Linked DNA regions of Rattus norvegicus: region 1 is linked to region 2. The links are chromatin contacts, called in public Hi-C maps. All regions are on one chromosome and are shown on one strand. Each heading gives the region's core, a stretch centred on a gene start, on an enhancer-like site or on the middle of the called end of the contact. The rest is flanking DNA. Distances are from core to core; before and after follow the strand shown. Region 1 holds the start of Mthfsd (methenyltetrahydrofolate synthetase domain containing). Region 2 holds the start of Cox4i1 (cytochrome c oxidase subunit 4i1).

What was found. Hi-C and Micro-C count contacts between places; a contact is called where the count stands out from the background.
Region 1: a Hi-C map of kidney shows a contact between it and region 2, with 4 times the contacts expected there. The contact joins the promoter of Mthfsd here to the promoter of Cox4i1 in region 2. A contact is called at or near these places in 6 of 12 Hi-C or Micro-C datasets (the Rat2 cell line, Schwann cells, frontal cortex and 3 more).

Annotation. Positions count from the first base shown.
Region 1 is chr19:66,084,242-66,090,361 of GRCr8, reverse strand. It overlaps Mthfsd (methenyltetrahydrofolate synthetase domain containing), which reads left to right and starts at 3,482. Exons shown (of 8, transcript NM_001401041.1): 1 at 3,482-3,535; 2 at 5,283-5,389. The coding sequence starts at 3,520.
Region 2 is chr19:65,626,236-65,632,316 of GRCr8, reverse strand. It overlaps Cox4i1 (cytochrome c oxidase subunit 4i1), which reads right to left and starts at 1,934. Exons shown (of 5, transcript NM_017202.1): 1 at 1,847-1,934; 2 at 803-876. The coding sequence starts at 875. Emc8 (ER membrane protein complex subunit 8) reads left to right here and starts at 2,082. Exons shown (of 5, transcript NM_001012165.1): 1 at 2,082-2,415. The coding sequence starts at 2,194.

The DNA.
Region 1 (6,120 bases), core at 2,233-4,732, 460 kb before region 2:
TGAGGGACTCGGAATCCAGAGTGTGCCCTGGACAGCCATCTTCCCCGGGTTAAGATTCCTGAGTGAGATAGGACTTGTGCTCAGGTAAGAACACGTCCTGCCTGTAGCAAGAACATGTCAAAATATTTAGGGTTGATGTTACAGACTCTGCAACTTTTAAAATATCCGAAAGGGGCTGTGCCATGGAGAAGAGCAATTGCCAGGCATTCAGATCCTGATTCCACCCCAGCACTGCTGAAGAAGACAGGGATAGAGGAAGGAAGGGAGGAAGAAGCAAAAGGAGGAGGGAGAGGGATGAGAGGGAGGGGGAGAAGGAGAGGGAAAAATAAGTACTCCACCAATGATGGGTGGGGTTTTAGCCTGTTTTCCAGCCTGTGATAAATACTCTGACCAAGGAAATTTCAGCTCACAGTTCCTCAATTTGCAGCAGAGGTAGCAATGGCAGCGTGGGGGAAGGGTACAGGGACAGGACAGGAGCTGCACACTGTAGCCACAATGAAGGGAGCCAGGGCGACTGCAGGGGTGCTGGTGCTCAGCTCTGCTCGGTTTCACACAGTCCAGGGCCCCAGACAGGGAATGTGATGCCCAGTATTGGATCCGCCTTCCCCCATTAATGCCTCCAAGATAATCCCCACAGACAAGCCTGAAGTCCCCTCTCCTAAGTAAGCCTAGAGTCTGTCCAACTGACAGTGGACACTAAGTATCACAGCTGCTGACAGGATAGGAAGAGGAGCCTCAGAAATGTAACAACATGTAACAAAATGGAGGCTTTTAAACTTAGGGACTCCGTTGTAGCAACTTTCCTATAAGTTAGGAAATTTTCAAAATCAAACTATCATTATAACTCGGAAAATAGAACACAAATACTACAGAAAGTAAAGGTCTTTCCACAGCAGTCAGTGAGTGGAGAGAATGTTCAAGAACCTCCCAGCATCCCCTCTCCCACTGTTCTGGGAGTTTTGAAGAATCCTGCCATGAATAGCTGTGACATTGTGAAGCCCTGTGACTCACCCTCCAGGCTAAATGGGCTACTGTGGGAGCCTGCAGCTCTGACTGGAAAGTCAGAAAAGACAAAGCTGCTGAGGTAGACATTGGATCTGGGATTCGGAACCTCCTGAAATCTTGAGATTGAGGATTCCTCGCTCTGACGATGAGCCACATTCAAAGTCCCCAACTTGGACTGGTGACTCAAGTGACCACAAGATGGACTCTGGGACAATAAGATGCTCATGGACTGGTTAGAGCAGGGGCAAAGAGGACCCCTGGGGATCAAGCCACTGCTTGGACCATGGCATCTGCTTTACCTTTAAGGGCAACATTAAAGCCAAAGTCACCCTCCCCTCACCCTGCTTCAGTCAGGACCCTCTGCAGCCCCACACACCTGCTGAGTCTTTGGCCTTCCAAAGCCTCCCTAGCCACCCTCTCTGAAGCCTCCATTGAGGACCCCCTGCCTCCCTCCCCCTCCACATATACACATCCCTTACCCCCTGTTCCGTAATTGTCAGCTACACCAGCAAGTGTGTATCTGCTTGTATCTGCTGCCAGGCCACACACAGTGGGAGAGGACATCAGGGCAAGGTAGACCCCATGCTGTCGGGATCCTTTCCTTTTTTAATTAAAAATGTTTTGCATTTATTTGTTTCGGGGAAGGGGACGTGCACCAGACTGACTTGCTGTGGTCGTAGGGCAGCTCCCCGGAGTCAGAAGTCAGCTCTGTTCTTCCACCATGTAAGTCCTGAACTCTGAGGCCTTGCTTCATAATCCAAAAGAAATAAACAGATGGCTGTTAAAACCTGCTGGAGGGGTGTTCTCTCTGTTTCCGGGGAAACATGTTAAATCTAAGATAGGGCTTCAGGAGAGTGGGCTAGGTAGCCCGGTGTCCACGCGGAAGGGTGCTGGTCAAAAGCCCAGGTCCCAGTCCTTTCTCTGAGGACAACCTGACATCGTATTGACAATTCTAGAAACCAGAGGACACCAAACGGACAGGACACTGCTGTCCCTCCATACTACACACTTCAGTCAGAGGCATTTGGGTTAAGAAAGGGCTCGATCGGTCAAATGCTTGCCTAGTAAGGAGCACCCATGTTAAAGAATAAAAATAAAAATCTGGGTATGTCAGTTGCACTTAGGGAGGAAGAGGAAGAGAAAAAGGAAGATGAGGTTTCGGGCAGGGCAGAAAAGCAAACATTTGCCAGGCATGGTAGTTCACAACTTTACTCCCAGCTATTGGAAGAAGAGGCAAGTGGGTGTGTGATTTCAAGGCCAGCCTGGTCTACATGACGAGTTGTAGGCCAGCCAGGGCTGCATGGTCAGACCCTGTCTCAGAAGAAGTGCACCATTCATTTTGGTGATTAGTGAACAGAAAGAGTGGAATGCTAACACACTTCATCCAACCAATGGGAGAATCCATGAGATGGCAGCCATGAGGCCACCTTTCCCAGCGAGGGAGCGGTTTGGGGAAGTCTTGTCAAGGTGCAAAGGTAAGCTGCAAAACAGACAGCAGGTCATTGACCCCCAGCCCCCATCCCCGACCAATCTGAGGCTGGGGTGTGTGGGGCTGGGTGGCCAAGGCAGACTTGTACACCCTCAGCCGAATCGGATGCTCCAAATGCACAGTATGGTGGGTGACTACAAGTTCACGTGGGCGTGCGGGCACACACACACACACACACACACACACACTTTATGAGACTGGAGCCGGATGCCAGAACGGGCATGACCAACAAGGCTGGAGATGGACAAGGCCAGTGGGTGTGTGTAAATGACCAATGAGGAATCAGAAGCTTCCTGGCCCAGCATATCTGCATTTCTGCTGTGCCTGGCTTACAACCCCCTTCATTTCAGGAGTGCTTTTTCTTTCCTTAATAAACAGTTTTTATTCTATAACTAACCACGTGTTCCTGGTACAATTCTTGGCAAAGGAAGCTGGAAATCCTAGATCCACCCCTATATACAGGTTTCCTTGTTAACCTTTAATTTCAAGAGATGTTTCTACAAGTACTATACATACCTGCATGTATGTTGGTATGTTCCATATAGTTTTGTGTGTGCATGATGTGTGTATATGAGCGCATAACACAGCCCAGGTTGTGAAGGTCAAAAGACAAGGGAGTCATTTTTCTCCTTCCACCCTGTGTGTGGGTCCGGAGGAATGAACTCAAGTTGTCGGGCTTGGCAGCAAGTGTCTTCACTCTCTGAGCCATCTCGTCGGCACTATAGTGTAATATGTTCCATACAGTACAAATGCATGCGTTTTGTGTGTGTGTGTGTCCCGGGAAGTCCCGCGCATCCATGTTCTAAGGAGGCTCCAGCAGTGGCCTCGAACTTCTAAGGCGTCCGGTGCTACTTCAGGTAATCCTAAACCTGGAACGGGAGCCCCGCCCACTGCACCATGCGCGCATGCGCGTGCATCGCGGGTACTTAGCTTCAGTGCGCAGGTGCAACGCGAAGCGCATGCGTCTGACGTCATCGGTGCGCCGACAAGCTCTACGGGAGGCGTCGCTCGGTGACGTGTTGGTCATGGAGGCCCGGGCGGGTGAGCAATGCAGAGGGCTATGGGGAAACCGAGGCTGGGACAGAGTGGTTGTCCCCGTTGCCCCCACGCGTAGGGAGGACAAGGCTTGGCCTGGGACGCCAAGGCTGACAGCGGGGAGGGAGGGTCAGTCTCGCCCTCACCCTGCCGGGCTAGACAGGTTTAAATCAGCCAAGGCTGGGGATGGCCGCTGGGTCGAGCACTCTCCTAGTAGATTCTCTCTGCCTGCGCTGCAAAGCGTTTTCAACAAGTAGGAAGTGACAGATTGGAAAGCATACATTGCTGGACAGTGGGGTCTGCTGATGCAAACGCTGTGTTAGGGCTGCGAGTGAGAGACAGAGACACGGTGGGGAAGGGTAAGAGCGTCGGTTGCTCAACAAGCCTATGCAGTGGCTCACAAGTCCAGTACCACGGGAAGGGATCTAATGCCCTCTGGCACCTGTATACACCACCCCGCAGGTTGCTCGCGGTGCACATATATAATAAATACATCTTTGTTTTCTTTTTCTTCGAGTCAGGGTTCTTCTGTGTAGTCCTGGCTGCCCTAGAACTCACTCTACTTCAGTCTGGCCTCTAAATTAAATGGCCTTCCGAGAACTGCGATTAAAGGCTTGCACCACCAAGGCACCGGCCATAAATAACAAAAAAGACAAATGTGCTTTCTATACACCAGCCTTGTGAGGTGTGTGAGGTCATTTGTTAGATTTAACAGTTTAAAAGGACAGGTTGGGGGTGTGACTCAGTGATAGGGTTCTCGATTAGCACACTTAACGCCTCAGGTTTGACCCACTGGATCACTAAATAATTCAAAAGACTACTGTCATAGTCAGGGTTTCTATTTCTGCACAAAATCATGATCAAGAAGCAGGTTGGGGAGGAAAGGGTTGGTTCAGCTTACACTTCCACATTGCTGTTCATCACCAAAGGGAGTCAGGACAGGAACTCAAGCAGGTCAGGAAGCAGGAGCTGATGCAGAGGCCATGGAGGGATGTTACTTACTGGCTTGCTTCCCCTGGCTTGCTCGGCTTGCTCTCTTATAGAACCCAAGACCACCAGCCCAGGGATGACACTACCCACAATGGGCTGGGTCCTCCCCACTTTGATCACTAGTTGAGAAAATGTCTTACAGCTGGGTCTCATGGAGGTATTTCCACAACTGAGGCTCCTTTCTCTGTGATAACTCCAGCTTGTGTCAAGTTGATACATAAAATCAGCCAGTACAACTACCTTCTAGCCAGACCTAGTGGCTTGCTTACACGTAACCCTTGCTACTTGGGGACTGAAGGAAAAGCCCTTCAGGTTCAAGCCTCATCTTGAACAGAGCAACGCCCTGCCTCAAAAAGGTGTGTAGCTCACTCATAGAGTGCAGGATCCCCTGGTACTGCAAAGAAAAGACTACAAATTAACTTCCAGCTAGGTTTTTACAGTATACTCCCGCTTCCTAGCAGAAAAGAAGGAACTTCTCTTAACTGATGAGGGAGCTTGAGGGAAATCTAATATTTTCAGTTATCTTTTTTTTTTTTTCTTTTCTTTTTTTCGGAGCCGGGGACCGAACCCAGGGCCTTGCACTTGCTAGGCAAGCGCTCTACCACTGAGCTAAATCCCCAACCCCTATTTTCAGTTATCTTAAGCTGGTCTGATGTGGTCACAAATTCCCAAGCATGTGGTGTCACAGTGGCCGGTGTGCATGTGCCCACGTGCATTGTGGGATTGCTTCTTACCAGCACGTCACAGTCCTCCGTCGTTATAGGAGATGTCTCCAAGCAAAGCATACGTGAACGGATTTGGGACTACATGGAATCCCATAATATAGCTGATTTTCCCCGACCTGTTCATCACAGGATCCCCAACTTCAAGGTATAGAAGTGTTCCCAGGGTTGTTAGAAGGGGATCAAGCTATTCGAGTCACTGACACAGATCCATTGCTCTCTGGTAGGATGGATTTGGAGGTCAGAGGCAGAGTCTTGGAGGGCATGTGGTGTTCTGATGAGTCCTACTCCATCACCCCTTGGGCCTTGGGCCACAATCTCTGCACTGCAGAGGCTACCAGTGCTTGTCACAGAGCTGGCCTCCATTAGCCACTTAGGGAGGGGCTTGTGGATCCCACAGAGGGAAGCCCAGCCTTTCTACCATCCCCGGGCCTCAGTTTCCTAACTGTTCAAAAATATAAGTCAACCCAGGACAGTTTACATGGAAAATAGCTCACCTTAAAGAGGCCGTGTAAGCCAAGTGCTGGCCTAGGCTGGCCATCCTGGCAGGGGGAGGCAGGGGGATCAGGAGTTTAAGGTCATCTACAGCTACATTGTGACTTGAAGGCCTGACTAGGCTGCAGAAGACCCTGTCTCAGAGAGAGAGGGCGATATAGTTTGTGGTCATTGTTTTGGGTTTTTGAAAAAAAAATCCGAAGTGCTTTGTGAAGACATGTCAAGGCCCTAGTGGGCTTAAAACCAGGCATCCATCCACCAGTACCCTGTGTTGCCTGGACTTTCTCCCTACACTGGCCTAGCTCTGGCCCTGACTGAGCGTGCTGCAGACTGTAGGGCCCCTGGAGACTGTCCCTCCTTGTAGTTTTGTTTCTGTGCTCTGTG
Region 2 (6,081 bases), core at 685-3,184:
AGCTTCACAAGTGCCAAGATAACGTGGTGACATGCCAGGCTCAGAACCAAACCTTGCATGTCTGTATATTTCAGCTGAGAAGGCCGATCCTTACAACAGCAGGAGCTAGCCATGATTGCAATGCAATCCGCACAGCTCTGACTCAAGCCCACCCAACGGCCTTTGCTTCCACTGCTTCCAGGATGGAAACAGAAGGGGGGCTTAAGAGGGTCAGAGTTTTGTGGGTGGAAAAGATTAGAGTAAGATATGGAGACAGACAGAAGGGACAGAACTTTACCGGTGTGGTACTGTACCTTTAACCATAGCATTCAGGAGGCAGAGTCAGGAACCCTGAGAGTTCAAAGCCAGTCAGAGCTGCACAGTGAGACTGGAAGGAAGGGCAGAAGGAGGGACGGAAGAGAGAACTAGAAAACAAACTGTGAGAGGAAACTAAAGCAAGCCAAGATCCTGGCGAACAGGATTTATCTATGCTCCTTCAAGCAGACAACCGTCCTGTTCAAATTCTCATCTCTCCCTAAAATCCCCGCAAGGTCAAGCTACCAGACATCTTTGTTAAAATCCTAGCACAGGATCTTAGACTTAGGGGCAAAATGACATTAAGTTGGCCTATTTGAAAGTAACAGTCCTTAGCCAGGCCTGGTGGTGCACATCTTTAATCCCAGGGAACTCGGGAGGCAAAGGCAGAGGCAGAGGCAGGTTAAGTCTCTGAGCTCCAAGGCAGCTAGGGCTACCCAGAGAAACCCTGTCATGAGAAACCAAAGAAGGAAAACAGAAAAGGAAAGGAAGTAAAAGCCCCACTTACCATGTGCCCGAAGGCACACCGAAGTAGAAATGGCTCTCTTGCCAATTAGGCTAAGTGCCCTGGTAGCCAACATTCTGAAAGATAAAAAACGTATATCCCTAACAATGAGAGAAAACACCTTTTAGCACAAGTCTTTTTGCCACAGAACATTGAGGAAGTAAACGCAACTTATTCCCCCAACGTTAAAAAAAATTTTTTTGGTATGATTTCATCAGCTTTTTAAGGCACAGGCTGACCTTACCATATCTACCTCATAAGAGCTGGCATTGCAGGCCAGAGGCGTGCACCCAGAAGCCAGTTTTTATTACTGAGGAGAAGGCATGAAATAGCACAGGATAAGGTTCTTCTACTCAGTACACATTTACAGAGCTTCCTGATATCAAACCAAGGGCTGTGATATACATACATGGCTTTGGCCACTTACTAGAAAACGCAGCTTTTTAAAGATTAACTAGAAGGCCAGAATGACTGAAACTGCTAGAACTCGGTATAGCACGGTGCCACCACGAGCTGTTCCTCTCTGTGGCGGTGGGAGCACCGCCTGCGGACTTGGTTTTATTTTAAAAATCGACTTGCGCAGAGACTGCGAAGGACAAGCGGAGGAGGCCGCCCAAGCCCTAGCCCTGGCGCGCTTCCCGTCCCTGCGGCCCGCAGGCGACCTGGATGACCCTGTCACCCGCCCCAGCGACCCGAGCTCCACGCCTCACTTTAACACAACCCCTCTTGATTTCGCTCCCCGAGAGCGAACGCCCGAGACCGCAAAAAACAACGCCCGTGGCGGCAGAAACCGTAGCGTGACGTCAGGACTCAGCTCGCTGTCCCTCGGGCCTGGCGGAGCGGGAACGCCCGATGCTGGGCAGGCCGGAACCGAACGGCAAATGGGGACCCAAGACAACAGATCCGCCCGGGAAGCGGGCGCCCCAAGGTCACGGAGCTGCTCAAGTCCCGAGTCCGGGGGCGCCTCGGAGGCACCGCTCCGGCCCCGGCGCTCCAGGATCTCGGCCCATGGCCGCGCCGCCCTCACCCGCTGTCAAAGGCCGTCACCTGCCACTGCTGCCCAGGCGACCGCCGCGACCGCCCTCTACACCCCGGGTGCTCGCGACCGGAAGAGCGGGTCCCGCACCGGAAGAGCAAGACGGTGCCGCGAAGCATCGCGGGAATCGAAGAAGCCCCGCCCACGTCCATCAGCTTCAGATCGCGGTGCGGCAGCTGTCGCGAAAGGCCGAGCAGGCCGCGCTGCTTTCTGGCAGACGCTAGCTAGCGACTACGCTTTCCGGCGGGCGGACTGAGGCGGGAGGCTGTAGCTGGTGGTGGGAGCTCATCTTAGCGTGCAGTGGGGTCGTGTTTCGTACTGTGGTGCGTTGGTCGCGACGCGACCAGCTAGGCTCAGCATGCCTGGCGTGAAGCTGACCACCCAGGCCTACTGCAAGATGGTGCTACACGGCGCCAAGTACCCGCACTGCGCCGTCAACGGGCTTCTGGTGGCAGAGAGGCAGAGGCCGCGCAAGGAACATCCTCCCGGCGCGGGCAACCACACTCTCTTCGTGGACTGCATCCCGCTCTTCCACGGCACGCTGGCTCTGACGCCCATGCTGGAGGTGGCGCTCACCCTAGTAAGCTCGGGGCCACGGCGGGGTTCTGGGCTGGGCGAAGTCAGGCGCCCTTCGAGGGAGGAGGAGCGCCTGCTCCCGAGTACGCAGCCTAACGAGCGAGCTCTCGAAGTTTCGTAAAATTACCAAGAAACCGAGTGTGGTGTACATTCTTAAAGGCAGCGCTCGGGATAGGGAGGCAAGCGGATCCTGAGTTCGAGGCCAGCCTGGTCTACATAGTGAGACCTGGGATGGCTAACGTTTAAAGTTTAAGCTTAATGTGCTTGTGAGACCACAGAGTGGGGAAGATGCCTATAGCATGTGAACCTCTAGTTTTACAGACTGTATTTTGTCGGCCTGTCCCCCCCCCCCAGAAGCTGAAGACTATTGTAAAACTTGCTGTTTTAGCAAGATTATAAGTCATAATACCGACTGCTATTTCTGCTTTTGTAATCAATCTTGCTTCCTCTGCTCAAGAGACAGTTGCAAGACCCAGATTTATAACTTTGTGGAGTTTGCCTTTATAAAGCCCTAGATTGCTATGGCCAGGCGCTACGTCTTGGGAGCTCTCTCAGGTGCTGTCCTGAGGCACCAGAGATACAAATCTGTCCTGCTGCCAGTATTAGAATTAAAAGCTTCCGGATGTAAAACAACCCACTCTCAATACAGCTTCATTTACATCTCAGAATGAGCTCTGGATGTAAAACCTGAGCTGGCACGGGAGGAAATGCTAATATTGTCTCCCCCTCCCGCCCCCAAAATGGCTGCATTGAATCTCAGACTTGCTTTGAATGTAGCCTCACACTAGCCCCTGACCACCAAAACTTCCTGCTCTAGGTTCTTGGGAACTGGGATTGCAGACATAACTAGCATTCCTTGACATCTTATTTCTTCTTTTGATTTTTGGGAGTCAAGGTTTCACTTTAGTGGGCTTGGCTGGTCTGGGACTCTGTAGAATCCTCACACAGTTCAGCCCGCCTCCATCTCCTGAGGGCCAGGACTAAAGCTGTGTACCACCACCACACCCTGCTCTTCCACTAATTTACATTAAAACACCTAAGGAAATTTCCGGCATGACTACAAGTGCCTTTAGGCAAATTGTCTTGTTTACTGGTTAAAGATTCTTTCTAAGGTGGAGGAAGATTTGGGGTGATACTTAGTCCCTGAAGAAGTGTGCTTTTAGTGCCTGAAGTATCTGAGGATTCCTGTGCTTGTTTCTGGCCACTGTCTTTTTTTTAAGATTTATTTATTTTTATTTCTATGAGTACACTGTTGCTGTCCTCAGACACATCAGAAGAGGGCATTGGATCCCATTACAGATGATTGTGAGCCACCATGTGGTTACTGGGAATTGAACTCAGGACCTTGGAAAGAGCAGTCAGTGCTCTTAACCTCTGAGCCATCTCTCCAGCCCTCTGGGAACTGTCTTAATTGCCTGTTAGGGAGTTGCAGGTGGCTGCATCTGGAGCTTTCCACCCGACCGTACCCTGACTTCAATAGTAGGACAGGATTCTCAGGTTCTCCCCTGAGCATGACTATGGTGGGTCAAGCCTGGGGCTCAGTTAGACTTTCGTTTGTAGCATTCCGACAAGCTCTATACAGAAGAACGCAAGCACCAGCTAAAAGGGGCTAGAGAGATGGTTCAGTGGTTGCTCTTGTAGAACAGTCCTAAGGTCAGCACCTATGACAGCCAGTAACTCTGTCTCCAGACTCCCTGTTGGGGCTTCTGTGGGCACTGCACTCACGTGCCCATACCCACTTGTAGATCCGAAATTAAAAGTAAAACAAGAGCCAAGCAAAGTGGCCTTTTAAGTTCTTAAAAGTTCAAGGCCAACCTGATCTACAGAGCTAGTCCCAAGAAAGCACTACATATAACGCCCTTCCTTAACATTTCTGGCTCAGCAAAGCTAGGATGGTTGGGGCATTCAAGTATCCAGCCAGCCCAGCACCCCAGGCCATGTGAACTGCCTTGGAACCTTCACATTTGAGGCAGTCTGACTGTCAACTATCTGGGACTCTGCACCAAATGCTGTGATCACTCTCTTCCAGTGCTGTCCTCCACTGTGTCCTTTTAACAGTGTGGAAACACTTGAGTTCCCGGCACATAATGTGATAGTTCTCAGGCCTGGCCTGGGCTCCATTGTGATGAATCCCAATGCCTGTGGACTGTCTCTCTCAGACTCTTGTTGAGTCTATCCCTTTATGCCTGTCAGCATCTAGTCTCAGGTGAACCACCCTCTGCAGTGGGCAGGCTGCAGGCTCCCCTTGAAGGACTAGGGTCTGACAGTACCTCTCTGAACTGGTGTCTTATCTGTCTCCAGGATGTGACCCCATCCCCATGGGAGCAGCAAAGACCCTTAGAGCAGTACACCCAATGCTCCCTGTCTCTCTGCTCATATTTCCTTACCCTCTATACCTTCCCCAATACACAGAGTTCCTAATACTGTTCCCTCCTGCACACGCCCTCTTCCTTGAATATCTTACACCACTCCCCCTGGGCTGTCTGTCTAACCAGCCCTGTGGCACCTGGGTCTCTTCAGTTTGTACTGTTTACTTTGCAACCTTGCACGCCGAAGGCCAGGAGAGGTCTCTGGGTTTGGAGCCTGCAGCTGTGCAAACGCAGGCAGAACCCATGCAGTTCCTTCAGTGAGGCCCGATCCTGGTGGCTCCCACTACCGAGGAGCTCACACTGGAATGATTGTTGGATGTGGTAAAGACAAGCCAGCTACTTCTTAATGTGTGCTCTGCCAAAGGGCGGCATGAGACTCCTTTGAAGGGATTTCTGTTCTCATTTTCCATTAGACAAAAATCCTTGCATTTCCGGTACTTTTCATCTGTTTAAGTACTTATGCCTATTATTTATCCTCAAGCCCTTTGACGTAGGCAGTGAAGGAATTACTCCTAATAGCAAAAACCCATAAAAAGGCCGGTAGGGAAATTAGCGTAACCCTGTTTCTCTAAGCCCGTTTGTCTTTCCCCTGCCTTGGTTTCTGCTGCTGCGGGCAGTTCTGCATTCTGCTCAGATGACCCATCTGCCCTGGGTTCTGTCCCTCAGCATGCGGCCCCCTCCGCCAGCTTCTCTTCCAAGGAAAAGTCAGGGCTGGCCTTAGAAGTAGCTCAGTGAAACCCTGAAGCCAAAGCCTGCTTCTTGCTGCAAACAGGAGGTTTGACCAGGTGACCCTCCACTTATGGTGATGCACGGTGGGGAGTGGTATGGCTCTTAGCCTTGCCTGGTCTTTGGTAATTATGGAGTCTCCTGAGATAGATAATAGTGCGTAGGTACAGGGTTAGCAGGCTGCCGAGAGGGGCCGTGTGCAGTCCTAACAGGAACCAAAGGGTTGGCCCTGGCCCCTGGACAACTCTCCAGTGTGACTGTCCCAGAACAGCATAGAGGACATTGAGCAGAGAGAAAGGTTCACACCCAGCTAAGAGCCTTCGTCCCCTGTGAAGGCAAAGATGAGTCTGAGGAGACTATGGTGTCTATCTGAGATTCACTTATCTCCCTGTGGTCCTGCACAGTGGTAGAAGCATGGGTTTTCACATAGCCATGCTGAGAAGGTGGACATTAGAGGTCAGCTTCGGGTCGTGCTTTATCGTGGCTCACCTGGGAGGGGGCAGGTTATGTGATTGTGCCACCACTCCAGACCACCCAGCTTTTCATGTGCTGTTGGACTTCCCTCAGGGCTCTGA